Linked DNA regions of Rattus norvegicus: region 1 is linked to region 2. The links are chromatin contacts, called in public Hi-C maps. All regions are on one chromosome and are shown on one strand. The core of a region is the stretch at or near the end of the contact, and the rest is flanking DNA. Distances in the headings are between cores, read along the strand shown. Region 1 has its middle 190 kb from the start of Nedd1. Region 2 has its middle 240 kb from the start of Mir135a.

What was found. A called contact is a pair of places that touch in the nucleus more often than the background predicts.
Region 1: a Hi-C map of liver shows a contact between it and region 2, with 8 times the contacts expected there. The contact joins two enhancer-like sites.

Annotation. Positions count from the first base shown.
Region 1 is chr7:28,972,272-28,978,582 of GRCr8, reverse strand. No RefSeq gene overlaps it. Among named protein-coding and RNA genes, the nearest start is that of Nedd1, 190 kb to the left of the region's middle. Within about 2 kb of position 5,007, at least 16 of the 93 cell types and tissues checked have an H3K27ac peak or open chromatin away from gene starts, as enhancers often do. A contact at or near this core is called in liver, where this site is marked.
Region 2 is chr7:28,740,184-28,745,756 of GRCr8, reverse strand. No RefSeq gene overlaps it. Among named protein-coding and RNA genes, the nearest start is that of Mir135a, 240 kb to the right of the region's middle. Within about 2 kb of position 3,171, at least 2 of the 93 cell types and tissues checked have an H3K27ac peak or open chromatin away from gene starts, as enhancers often do. A contact at or near this core is called in liver, where this site is marked.

The DNA.
Region 1 (6,311 bases), core at 3,758-6,257, 230 kb before region 2:
GACTTAAAGAGAAAGAGATGAGGCGAAGAGGGGAGAGGAAAATATATACCATAAAGTGAGTATGATATCATTTTCTGGTCTGTTCTCTATACTACTTTACTGCAATAAATTTAACTTTGCATCAGAAGTAGAACCTACATCTAACCAACCGATCATGCACACTGTACACAACCTCACACGGCATCCATGGTCAATGGCATGATGACTGTGTCACCGCCCCAGCAGATCTGTCTCTGCAGTCCGTGTTTTACAATTTAAAAGCTGATTATCCAGTCTTAAATTGCATATAGCCATACATCCTACATTTTCCTCCCTGGCCTAATTAATATCTCCTTCATATCTCTCCATGACAAGAAGCAGAAGATCAAAAATGACAAGTTAGGAGTCCATCGCTTAGCTTACTCTGAGAATCTGCTGATGGTGACATTCACTCCGGATGCACTAGTGGAAGAAATATATATCTTTAAAACAAAATGCTACACAAAAACACTTTCTCGCAATAAAATGCTCTGTCTTCTCATTTAAGAACAGACTTCTGTTACTTGACTTGACCTTGTTCTTAAGATCTGGAAGGCTTAGCAGGATTTGTCACATTGCTTTCCTCTTTTTATCTCCTTTCTTCATAACAACTGTTCTTTTATGAGTATATACATGTGTATATAGGCACATACGTACATGCAGGCACCTGTGGGTAGAGGCCAGACATCTTCCTCAGGAATCATCAAGTGACATCCATCAGTTTTTAAGAGAGTCTCTCACCATTCTTGAGCTTGCCAAGTAGACTAGGCTAGTTGGCCAGTGAGTACCAGCATTCTGCATAACTCTACCTCCCCAGTGCTAGGATTATAGACACAAGTCACCATATTAGCATTTTTCAACATGGGTTTTAGAGATAGAATTTCAAGTCCTTGTCTTGGAAAAGTGAGCACTATCACTCAGTCCCATAAGCAAGTTGCTAACTACTGTTGAAAGAGTTTATGTAGGGACCTGTGAAACAGCTCATGTGTGACAGTTCTTGCAGCCCAGCCTGATGACCTGCATTCAACCCCCAGAATCCCCTTTATATAAAGGAGAGAACAAACACCCGCAAGTGATCCAACCTCCTCCACAAGCATGCTGTACCACACTAGACATAAATAGTTACATTAACTGTTTTTAACAGAAGAGTTTGTGTAGAAATAAAGTCACTAACTAAAGATTACTTCTGAAAGGGCTTTTCAGTGTTAGAGATCAAACCCATGGCCTCTTGTCAGTTAAGCAGGCACTCCATCCGTAAGCTTGCCTCCTACCCTGTAATTCCATGCTGATAAGTATTAGTACGCTCTATTATAATTTTCCTTTTAAAGAAACGTGTTTAGAAGTCTCATGCTCATGTCCCACCTATCTCTCATGCCTTATTGCTAGAATAGCCATCATTCTTATTTTATACATGGGAAGAATTACAAAAAAGCTCAGGGGACAAAAAGAAGGTGAAACATGGGTTTGTAGAGTTAGGCAGAGTTTGAATGCAGGCTTCGCTCTCTGGCTTTTCCTGGAGCCCTTGGACAAGCTGCCTAACTTCCCTGTCCCTCTTCACGTTCAACTGCAAAATGGATGGGATGCTAACAACACGAGGTACTACAGAGGATAATTGCAAGGATGTGTCAAGTCACACACTGAGGGACAGAGAGGAGGTCATACCAAACCTTTCAGAGGGAGAAAAACTCCTTGAGAAGATTTTTTTCTGTATCACTAAAACTACATACATTCCACACTACTGCAAAATGGATAACACAAAGGGTTATTTCTGGATAGCTCTGGAGATGGTCCAGCCTCAACATTTAGTAGCTATGAAGCCTCGGGCAAGTGCCATAATGCTTGGAGCCATATTGTCCGCGATTATACAGTGGAGATAATAATGGGGCTCCCTTGCTATGGTTTTGATGCAGACTACATTGCACAGCACCAGGACAAGGTAGGCAGCTAATAAATATTACAGAGATCACTGCTGTGCGGTTGTTACTCTCATTATACAGTATGCCAAGTGGACCAAAAAGCAATCCGATGCGATTTCTTCTTTAATATTTTACAATTCAGACTTTAGAAATAATTTAGCAATTTGTTCAAATGAATTGGAATTACAGAGGATTTATTGTGAGGGGGGAAATGTATATTTTCAAAGTAAGAAATTTTGTTAAATGTTTTCTTTCAGGTTTTTTAATAACTCTGTAACTCTGGTTACTGCATCGAATAACTCTCTCTCTCTCTCTCTCTCTCTCTCTCTCTCTCTCCTTCCTTCTGTGTGTGTGTTCTCTCACTTTCTCTATGTGTGTATGTGAATGTATGTGTGTATGTATTTATGTATGCTTGTAAGTCTATAGCATGTGCATGTGGAATTCAGAAGACAACCTTGAGTGTTACTGCCCAGGTTCTATCTACTTTTTTATTGGTCGGTTGGTTTTACTGCAATGGTTCTCAACCCATGGAGGGGTCACATATCAGATACCCTGCATATAGATATTTACATTATAATTCATGACAGTAGCAAAATTACAGTTATGATGAAACAACAAAGTAATTGTATGGCTGGTGGTCACCACAACATGAAGGGTTATGGTTAAGAGCAAGGGTTTGAGCAGTCTCTCTCATCTGCCTGAGACTTACCAAGGAGAGCAGGCTGGTTGCTGAAGGAGCCCTAGAAATCTGCCTCCCCAGTGCTAGATGCCAAGTGTGTAGGCACCATATTTGGCTTTGGTTTATTTTAGGTTTGTTTTTGAGGACACTGTTTTATTGTTTTATTTTGTTTGTTTTGTTTTGTTTTGAGACAGGGTCTCACATATAACTGCTGATCTGGAACATACTATGTAGACCAGGCTGACCTTGAACTCCTAGAGATCTTCCACCTCTGCCTCCTGAGTGCTCTATCAGGCCAGCCTCGGGTTTCTTTTGGGGTCTAGAATCCAAGTCCTCATGCTTGTGAGGCAGCTGCTTTACTAACTGAGCTATGACCCTATCACACAGCACTTTTGTTTTTATATTTACAATTTTTATTGGATATTTCCATTACTTACATTTCAAATGTTATCCCCTTTCCCAATTTCCCCTCTGGAATTTCCTTATCTCATTCCCTCCTCCCCTTGCCTCTATGAGGGTGTTCCCCCACCCACCCACCGACTCCCTTCCATCTCCCCACCTTGCCATTCCTCTACACAGGGGCATTGAGCTTTCACAGGGTCAAGGGCCTCTCCTCTCATTGATGCCCAATAAGGCCATCTTCTGCTACATATGTGGCTGGAGCCATGGGTACCTCCTTGTGTACTCTTTGGTTGGGAGCTCTGGAGGATCTGGTTGATATTGTTGTTCTTCCTATTGGGTTGAAAATCCCTTCAGCTCCTTCAGTCCTTTTTCTAACTCCTCCATTGGGGGCCCTGTTTTCAGTCCAATGGTTGGTTGAGATCATCTGACTCTTTATTTCTCGAGGATGTGAAGAAAGAGGAACACTCCTCCATTGTTGGTGGGATTGCAAGCTGCTACATCCACTCTGGAAATCAGTCTAGAGGTTCCTCAGAAAATTTGACACTGAACTACCTGAGAACCCAGCTATACCACTCCTGGGTATATACCCAAAAGATGCTCCAACGTACAACAAAGACACGTGCTCCACTATGTTCATAGCAGCCTTATTTATAATAGCCAGAAGCTGGAAAGGACCCAGATGCCCTTCAACAGAGGAATGGACACAGAAAAGGTGGTACATTTTCACAACAGAGTACTATTCAGCTATTAAAAGCAATGATTTCATAACTGACCCCACAGCACTTTTAACAAGTAATTCAACAGAAAACGAATCCCTTTTGTACACAGCCTTCCAGGATTATTTCCTACATCTTGACCTCAAATCCCATTTATACTTTCATTCCACCTATGATGCAAATGTTGGTCAAAACCTAAGGTTTAGATCGTGTACTTAGAAATGTTATGTTTTTAAGGTGAGAGGCAGGGTTATGTGCTTGCCGATTGGGAGATATTAAGTCAAATTGTCTTCCGTAACCAAAATCAACTAAATTAAATTGATCAACACTTGACAATAGATCGAAGCACTGTATAAAACTATTGTTTCAAAAATGTATTTCATAACACGGGTAGACTTTTCCCCCAGAAAACCCGAAATATGAAGGAACAAGCTAAGCTTGTACAGCGAAAGGAAGACAATTATTTGTTTTCAAAAGGGACTGTTGCATGAAAACAGATTCCTTCCCAAATTGAGCTTCGGGTGTGTTTGCATTGACTCCGAGCTAAGAAGCCTGATTTGTATGGACCACACATATTGAATAATTTGTGAAATTATGCTCACGTCTAGAGCAAAGAAAAAGCCCACTTTTTTTTTTTTTTCATTTTGGCATCATTAGGCTCACGGGTCTTCTAACAGATCTCCACAGTTTTAAAACAAAAATCAGCCTGGATGTACTGGCCTTCATCATTTGCAAATGGGTCGAGTGACCCTGGGTACCTTCATTGCAACTAGGATGAAAAATGCGGGGCTCTGACAGCCAGCATTGAGCATCACATAGAAGAAGTCTAATTAGCATTTCTGTGCTAATTAAAAGCAATGCTGGGTTAGTTCCAATATCATGCTTTTAAATGGCGGATGTCTCAAGAGAACGAAGTTGGTGGTAAAATGTGTTTCCAAAGGAAAAGCCCCTCATAAACTTTCCTAAGTGACAGGATTTGTTGCTGTTATTTACGTCTCATTATAAGGGTGGACGATATCGCTGTGACTTCTTTTAATCAGTTTTTCACTTTCACTCTCTCCTGCTTTGCAAGCGGTGGGGAATTCAATGTGTTTTTCTGCTTGCTTAAATCCTCTGACCAGCGGCTTTCACACAAAATTAATTAAGGATTTTCTAAATGGAGAACACGCCATGAAAGACAGAAGCAGTTCGGGATTTGCGGTCTTTCTTTCAGACAGTGCAAAATACACAGTGTACCAAGCCACTCCAGCCTTTCCTGGAAAAAGAGAAATTTAGAGACAAACACCACCTTGCCTGAAACCCAACAGTTCTTTCAAATAAACAGATGACGGCCGCTGATTAAATACCTTTTTCAAACATTGCCCAATTATTCCAACTCACAAAGGTTCTACATGGTGTTAAATCTGATTTTCTTTCCAAGCAGAATGTCGGGGGTGGTGGGGAGCGAGGGAGGGGAGATCACGGGGAGGTGGGGAGAGGGGGAAGCTATTGTTCCACCACATTCCATTCCTGTTAAATCAACTTGATATACGAGATAAATTAAGTCTGCACTGCAGGTCAGTGAATTTCTATTAACTACTTATTATGGAAGAAAGGAAAGCGGTCTAGTCAAGAACTCTTACACATCAGCCGAAGCAAGCTGTCACTCTGTTTAAGTTTCACAATAAATGTGCCTCTGTCTCACACATGTGAAAGAGAAAGGGGGGGAAAATCCCGTCATTTAGCATTTAAGCTCTGATGGCCAATGTGCATGAAGCTGAAGAAGCAGTCCACCCTAGAGTGACTGCTTTCCCCAACTTAAAAGGCTAGGAAGCTCTGGATTTTGATAAGATTTGCTGATGTATCAGGCCTCCATTCAAAAACAGGCCTCCAGGGGGTTTGAAAACATGGCCACCTGGTTGACATTTGTGTGGCCAGGACCACAAATCCACACCATCTGTTTCTACCAGATCCAGTGACTGTAGGGTAAAATGAAACCCTCCCCTCTGAGTAAGTCCCCAGAGAAGAAATGGCTCAAGTTCTCTCCATGGGAGGTGAGCTGAACCAGAGTCTGGAAGGCCAACCTCAGAGACAATTTCTGTGAGAGGATTAGTACTGCTGAGGTGCAGAAAAGAGTCTGGGCCACCGGACATACTGGATTCTAAACACTGTGAGCAGGCCTGGGGAGAAGTGACAGGTAAAGTGATCAGCAATAACAAAGCATGCAGACCGGTCCTTCCTGTGTCCACCTTGCTGAAAGCCAGGCACCTGGGACAGGAGACTTCCTCCTGGGAACAATGGTTCCCTGGAAGCCTGGCAGTGTGCGTGTGGCTCTAACCCCTGTTCATAATACAGGTATGAGAGTGCCTCCTAACACCTGCTGACTTTTCCCAGTTCAGATCCCAAATAATTATTCCGGAAGCCAAGGAGAAACCCAGAAAAGTGAGTGAATGTGGAAATTAATGAGTGAATCACTCAACCCGAATATAAATAATTTAAATTACAACAGTCTGTGAAAGCAGAGGCAATGGGGACAAATTGAGGCACATGTCTAAGAAAATAGAAATGTTTGGGAAAACATATTAAGGTTTATGTTACAAA
Region 2 (5,573 bases), core at 1,922-4,421:
TGAACGAGACTGGCTAAGTAAATATTTAAAGGTGTCATTAACCTGTGAGATATCCTGTTCTAAGCTGTGGCCCCATAGTTGACACCAGGAGAAGTTTCTGGAATCAGCAAGAGCTTGGCCAGCATGGTCTATTCCAGGCAGCTGAATGAAATAAGAGGATGTGACGGTTTTATCTTTGGTACCACACTAGCTCCCAACATCCTTCATCTTCTGTTTGATTAAACCATTTGAATGGCATCACAGCCATTGCTGACAGAGAGAGAGAGAGAGAGAGAGAGAGAGAGAGAGAGAGAGAGAGATTGGTGAGACAATCATTCACTTCTGACCTGCATAGTTCCTGCCTAACCACAGGCAGGCTAGCCTTGTGTCTACCCTAGAATCTGTGTTAGCATTTGTATTGCAATTAAATGGGAAACTTGAAGCTTGAAAATTATATCAACAAAATACAGGAAAATTAACCTATCGGATAGAAGAGACCCCCTCTGGGGTTCAACTCTGTCTTTTTTTTTTTTTTTTCGGAGCTGGGGACTGAACCCAGGGCCTTGCTCTTGCTAGGCAAGTGCTCTACCACTGAGCTAAATCCCCAACCCCTCAACTCTGTCTTAAGGATACTTCTGTCTTCAGATTCACTTTTGGTCTTCTTAATCCAAACAGGGATATGGTGCCCAGATGTATCTCTATTTCTCTTCATCTTCCTTTTTAGGCATATTCTCTCTCTCTCTCTCTCTCTCTCTCTCTCTCTCTCTGTTTTTTAAACATTGAATTTTATTTAGTAACTTATCATTCTTTGGTTCACTAGCTTCTTTTTTTTCAATCTGGCTGTGATTTCATTAATCTCTTGGTCCAGAAAGCAATAGTTGATTGTAGAGGGAAAAAAACACAGAGGAACAAAACCCAGCCCAGATTCAATTTGGGAGTGACTCTGATGATCAAAGAAGAAATGAGATCTGTGAACCATGAAAGATAAGAACTCAGACAAGGCTGATATTCATGACCTTGCTCTGTGTTAAATGTCCAGAACATCATAGTCAGTGGAACTGCAGTTTGCGTCCTCTTGTTCTGATGAGAACAAGAGGAAAAGGATTGAAGGAAAATATTATTCCATAAATTAGATGACAGGTCTTTGACTTGAAACTATTTAAATCTTAGATTTTGTCTAAGCGGAGCTGATCTCAAATCGATGACAATCCCAGTGTCTTTCAGGGTTAATGAAATCGAAGCAAAGTTGCAATTTGTTTTCATTTCAGGAGCCATCAGACAAAAGTCGCTGAGGGCTTCCATAAAAATCTAACCTTACCTGTTTGTTTCTCAGACACCCTGCAGACAGAACAGGGAGCATAATTCCAGTGGGCTGTGTCCTGTCGTATTAAGCAAGAACAGGATGCCGCGATCATGACAGGGCCAGGTCGAGAGTGAGACACAGGAGCCGATAACTTCACAGGGCCTGGGATCAACGGTTTGAAGGGCCACATGGAGGAATTACAGTGGCCCATTGATTCACACAGACTTAAAAGAATGGTTGCAAACCCTCAGAGGAGGCCATATGCTGAATGATTTGTGGTAAACCTCAGAGGAGGGCACAGAACAAACACAGTCCTGGAATGCAGCATTACCCCCAATCCAGGTGACAGGAATTTCTTGAGGCTTTCCAGTCACCAAAGGGGCATATGTCTCAATGTCTGATATGAGGCACAATGCAAGTTAAAATGCGAAGTCTCTTGGCCGGAAGTGATCTATTCAGACGAAACTGATAAAATAGTATTTTTAAAAACACTGTGATAAAGAATCTTTGCCTCTGCCATCATAGCTCTGAATAGAGCTGACATCTTGGTACTTTAAACCAAAGCTACTTGGCTGCAGACTTGGTCTGAAATTAAGTTGTTGTTCTAGAAGCTTCTTCAGAAATATTTATCAAAAAATATACTGAGGCATGACAGATGGTATTGTAACAAGGCATGTTTGAATATAAAGCATGTCTGGACTTCTCCTTCCTCTATGCATAGGAAAGAATTGGGCCTATAATTGCTGGCTGGTAACCTTGCTTCTGCAATATGGAGCCATGATGGATGGTTTCCTTTGAACAAGTCTGACTATTTATTATGTATTATTTTCATCATCATTCTTTTGTCTAGCTCAGAGTAGAGATTATAGTGGTTTCCATCGTAATTTCTTATTTTTCTTCATTTACAGCTCTGAGAAATGAGCTGAAATCATTAATGAGGACACTAAAGGACACTTCAGTTCTACCGTGCCCACCCATCTGGCTCTGTCTGACACAACGAATGGAATTATCAAGCCAATAATACATCTTTCTAGGAGATGGAGAGATGGATTCCCAAGGCATGGGCCTTCTGCCATAATTTCATGCTACATCCATTGGCCATAGTTTTACAGTTGTAAATTCTGTTAGGGTGGAAGTTGGTGTCCTGTTAATGCATCCCATCGACTCCCTTGTCAGCACTGGTCTTCTTGCTAATGGTTGAGCAAAACAGGCTTCAGAGAAAGGACTTTGTTCTATTTGTAGGAAGGTCAGGTTTGAGTCTACAGAAGGGAGCGTGGTGGTAAATGCCTATAATCCCAGCACTCAGGAGTCAGAGGAAGTTGGATTAGAAGGAAGTTCAAGGTCATCCTGGGCTACATAGTTTGAGGCCAGCCTGGGCTAACAGAGACCTATCCAAAACAAAACAAGTTGTTGTAGACGTCTATGGCTTTCCCCAATATTGTGTTTTCCTTCTGATCACTTTATGAGTTTGTTGTTAATATTTAATATTCTAAAAAGATTTAACTCTGACACAGAACTTTTTAACATGTGATAATGAATTCAGCCAGAGAAGTTGATAGGAAGTGATGACATGCCAGGAAAACATTTAATAACATTAAGATAAGGGGCAGAAGAAAAAGAATGGGATGGCACAGGACTCGATTAAAATATCAACAGAAGAACAGCACACTTAGTTTGAGCTCCAGCCCACAAGTGAGGCTCCTTGGATTTCAGGGTGGGGTTTCTCTTCCCTCAGGTTGGCTGTGATGTACGTTGGTGGGTTGTGCAATTCAGACTTTGGTGGAGGGCGATGCTGGACCAGTGACAGCTGCCTCACCAGATAGCCAATGAGAGCTGGGAACGATTGCATCATTGGCTGCCAGGAGGGAATGTGAATTCTGTCCTCCCTGCCGCCTGGGTGACTTTGGCACAGAGTCCCCACTACAATAGAAATCTTGGACACCACTGGCTGAGAGTGCCTCTGGGTATGGAAAGCTTTGAGGAATTCGGTACCCTTGACTTTGACTGTTGTTCATGATTTAAGTGTCTCATTATGTACATTTGGTCAAAGTGAAAGGATGGAAACTTCATACTTCTGTGTTGTTTTCCTTGTAAATCAGGCCAATGGGTAACTTCCAAATCAATAGTCAGTAGCTGTTTTGTAATCTGATTCTGAATGTGATGGCTGAGCATCTTAAAAAGATAACTTCTCTGCCCCAAATTTTTAAGGGATTGTCAATCATTTACTGATGGTTGATTGTTAACTATACAACTAGTGCACACTTCCTTAGGATAGTGATATTCTTTTCTATTTTTCTCTGAATGTTACAAACAGAATTCCAGTAAAAACAAACCTTCCAAGAAACATAAGAAAGCTCCAATGTAGGAGGAAGGATCTGAAAAAAAAAAAGCATGCTGTTGTAGAATGACCATGAGCCCCAGAATCTGTGAAAGTTCCTCCTCTTCCTCCTCCCCCACCCCCTTGCTCTTTTGCATTTATTAAAATCTGGCCTCTGCCTGAATCTGTTAAGAGTGACCTCTGCTGTTCAGCAGCAGTACTACAATAATTCAGAGATGATAGCAATTAGGCTTCCTTGGATAAGGGAGAATGGACAAACTGGAGTTTATGTGGAAAATTGAAGTGGAGTGACTTACTTCAAAACTATCTGTTTGCAAAGGAAATCACAACGTAGGAATTTCCAATTCATCCCAGAGAAGAGTTTCAATGTTTGTCTCATTGCCAAAGTTGTTTGGTGCTCAATATTATCTTTGATGCTGTCCTCCAGATGGCAAGGGCTAGTTAGAACTAGGAAGTCAACAAGATCTCAGAATGACACAGATCATTTTCAGTCTAGAACATATGACATCATTACACATCACTAATTTGTCTGGGTCACCTGAAATAACACCTTGCCATTCTTGAAGGAACAACAAAATGTCGTAATGTTATATGCCTTGAGATGGAATAGTTCTCTTATTGACTGTGAACAGTGGTACTGATGGAACTAGGATTTCTGGCATCTAGTGCTGTACTGAAAGTATTTATCTATGTATTGTGTAAGACAAGTGTTACAGAGGCATTTGTAGCATCCTGGGGAACTGTTCGTTTCGAATAGTGAGGCAACCAAGATGTCCCCTTGTCTCAGGATGGGTACTTCCCTGTCTAGTATGTATGAGTTGAGAGAGAACTGAAAGACCATCATTTAAATAATTTTCATTTCCTCTGAAATGAAAGTAAAAGACTCGTCAGTGAGTAATTTAACTCCTTTAGGGATAAATATTAGCTGCTTTAATTATGTAGCTAACATCTTAGCTTTTGGTTGTGATTCCTATGTCCCTGTCTACAGTCATACTACTTGAAACATGCCAGATCTCATCTGATTTCTCAGCTTAGAAATATTGATTGCATAACTGTCATCTGTCTAGATATGTATATTATCATATAGTAAATGTGACCTTCAGAATAAAATTTTAGCAGGTACAGGTTCCTCCAACATATTTATGGTCACAAATAAGAAACCTCATTTCTCTGCATCTCAGCTGCCACAGCTGTAATGCAGGTTTGCATAACACCTACCGTCAAGGAAAATTTTAAAAGACAGGACAAATGCAGACAGAATGACCTGTTATAGCCAGCAACCATTGTCTTCTCCCAAACATGTCTGAAATCCATTACCGGACTGGCTAGGTTCTAGCTCCTTTCCCATAATGTAAACAGTACAACGAGCCACTGTGTACTGGTCCAGTAGAGAAAAGAACCAGTCGAATTCTAGTTGTCTTGTTTCATTTAGGTTAACTAGTTCTGCAAGCAGCTTAGCAACACCCCCTTGGCTTCTATTTTTTTTCTATCCTTTAGGCTGATAATTCTTGTTTTTATAACTTGAATGAGTTTTTCTTTTTTAATCCCCTTAGTTTCCTTAATAATGGGCTATATAAAGCTTGGCACATGCTTATTATGTATTTGTATAAAGATTATGTTTTTAGCATTTTAAAAATTGGGTTGTGTCAAAGCAGCTTGAAGAATTTTTGTCGAAACTAAATGAGGGAGGACCAGGAGAGAGACTTCTTCTCTGTGACTACCAAATGATTTCACTCCTTCTTCTCTCTCTCTCTCTCTCTCTCTCTCTCTCTCTCTCTCTCTCTCTCTCATCCTCCCTCTCTCTTTAATTTCTTCCCTCTCCCCTCCAGTGTTAAAGGGTAAGTAGACATATTGGCTGACTTTGGGATCTGGCAGGGATTCTAGGAAGAAGACCTTGTGATGACACTGTAGCAGATCCTGGTTGCCAACTTGGCATCCTCTCCTGACACCATT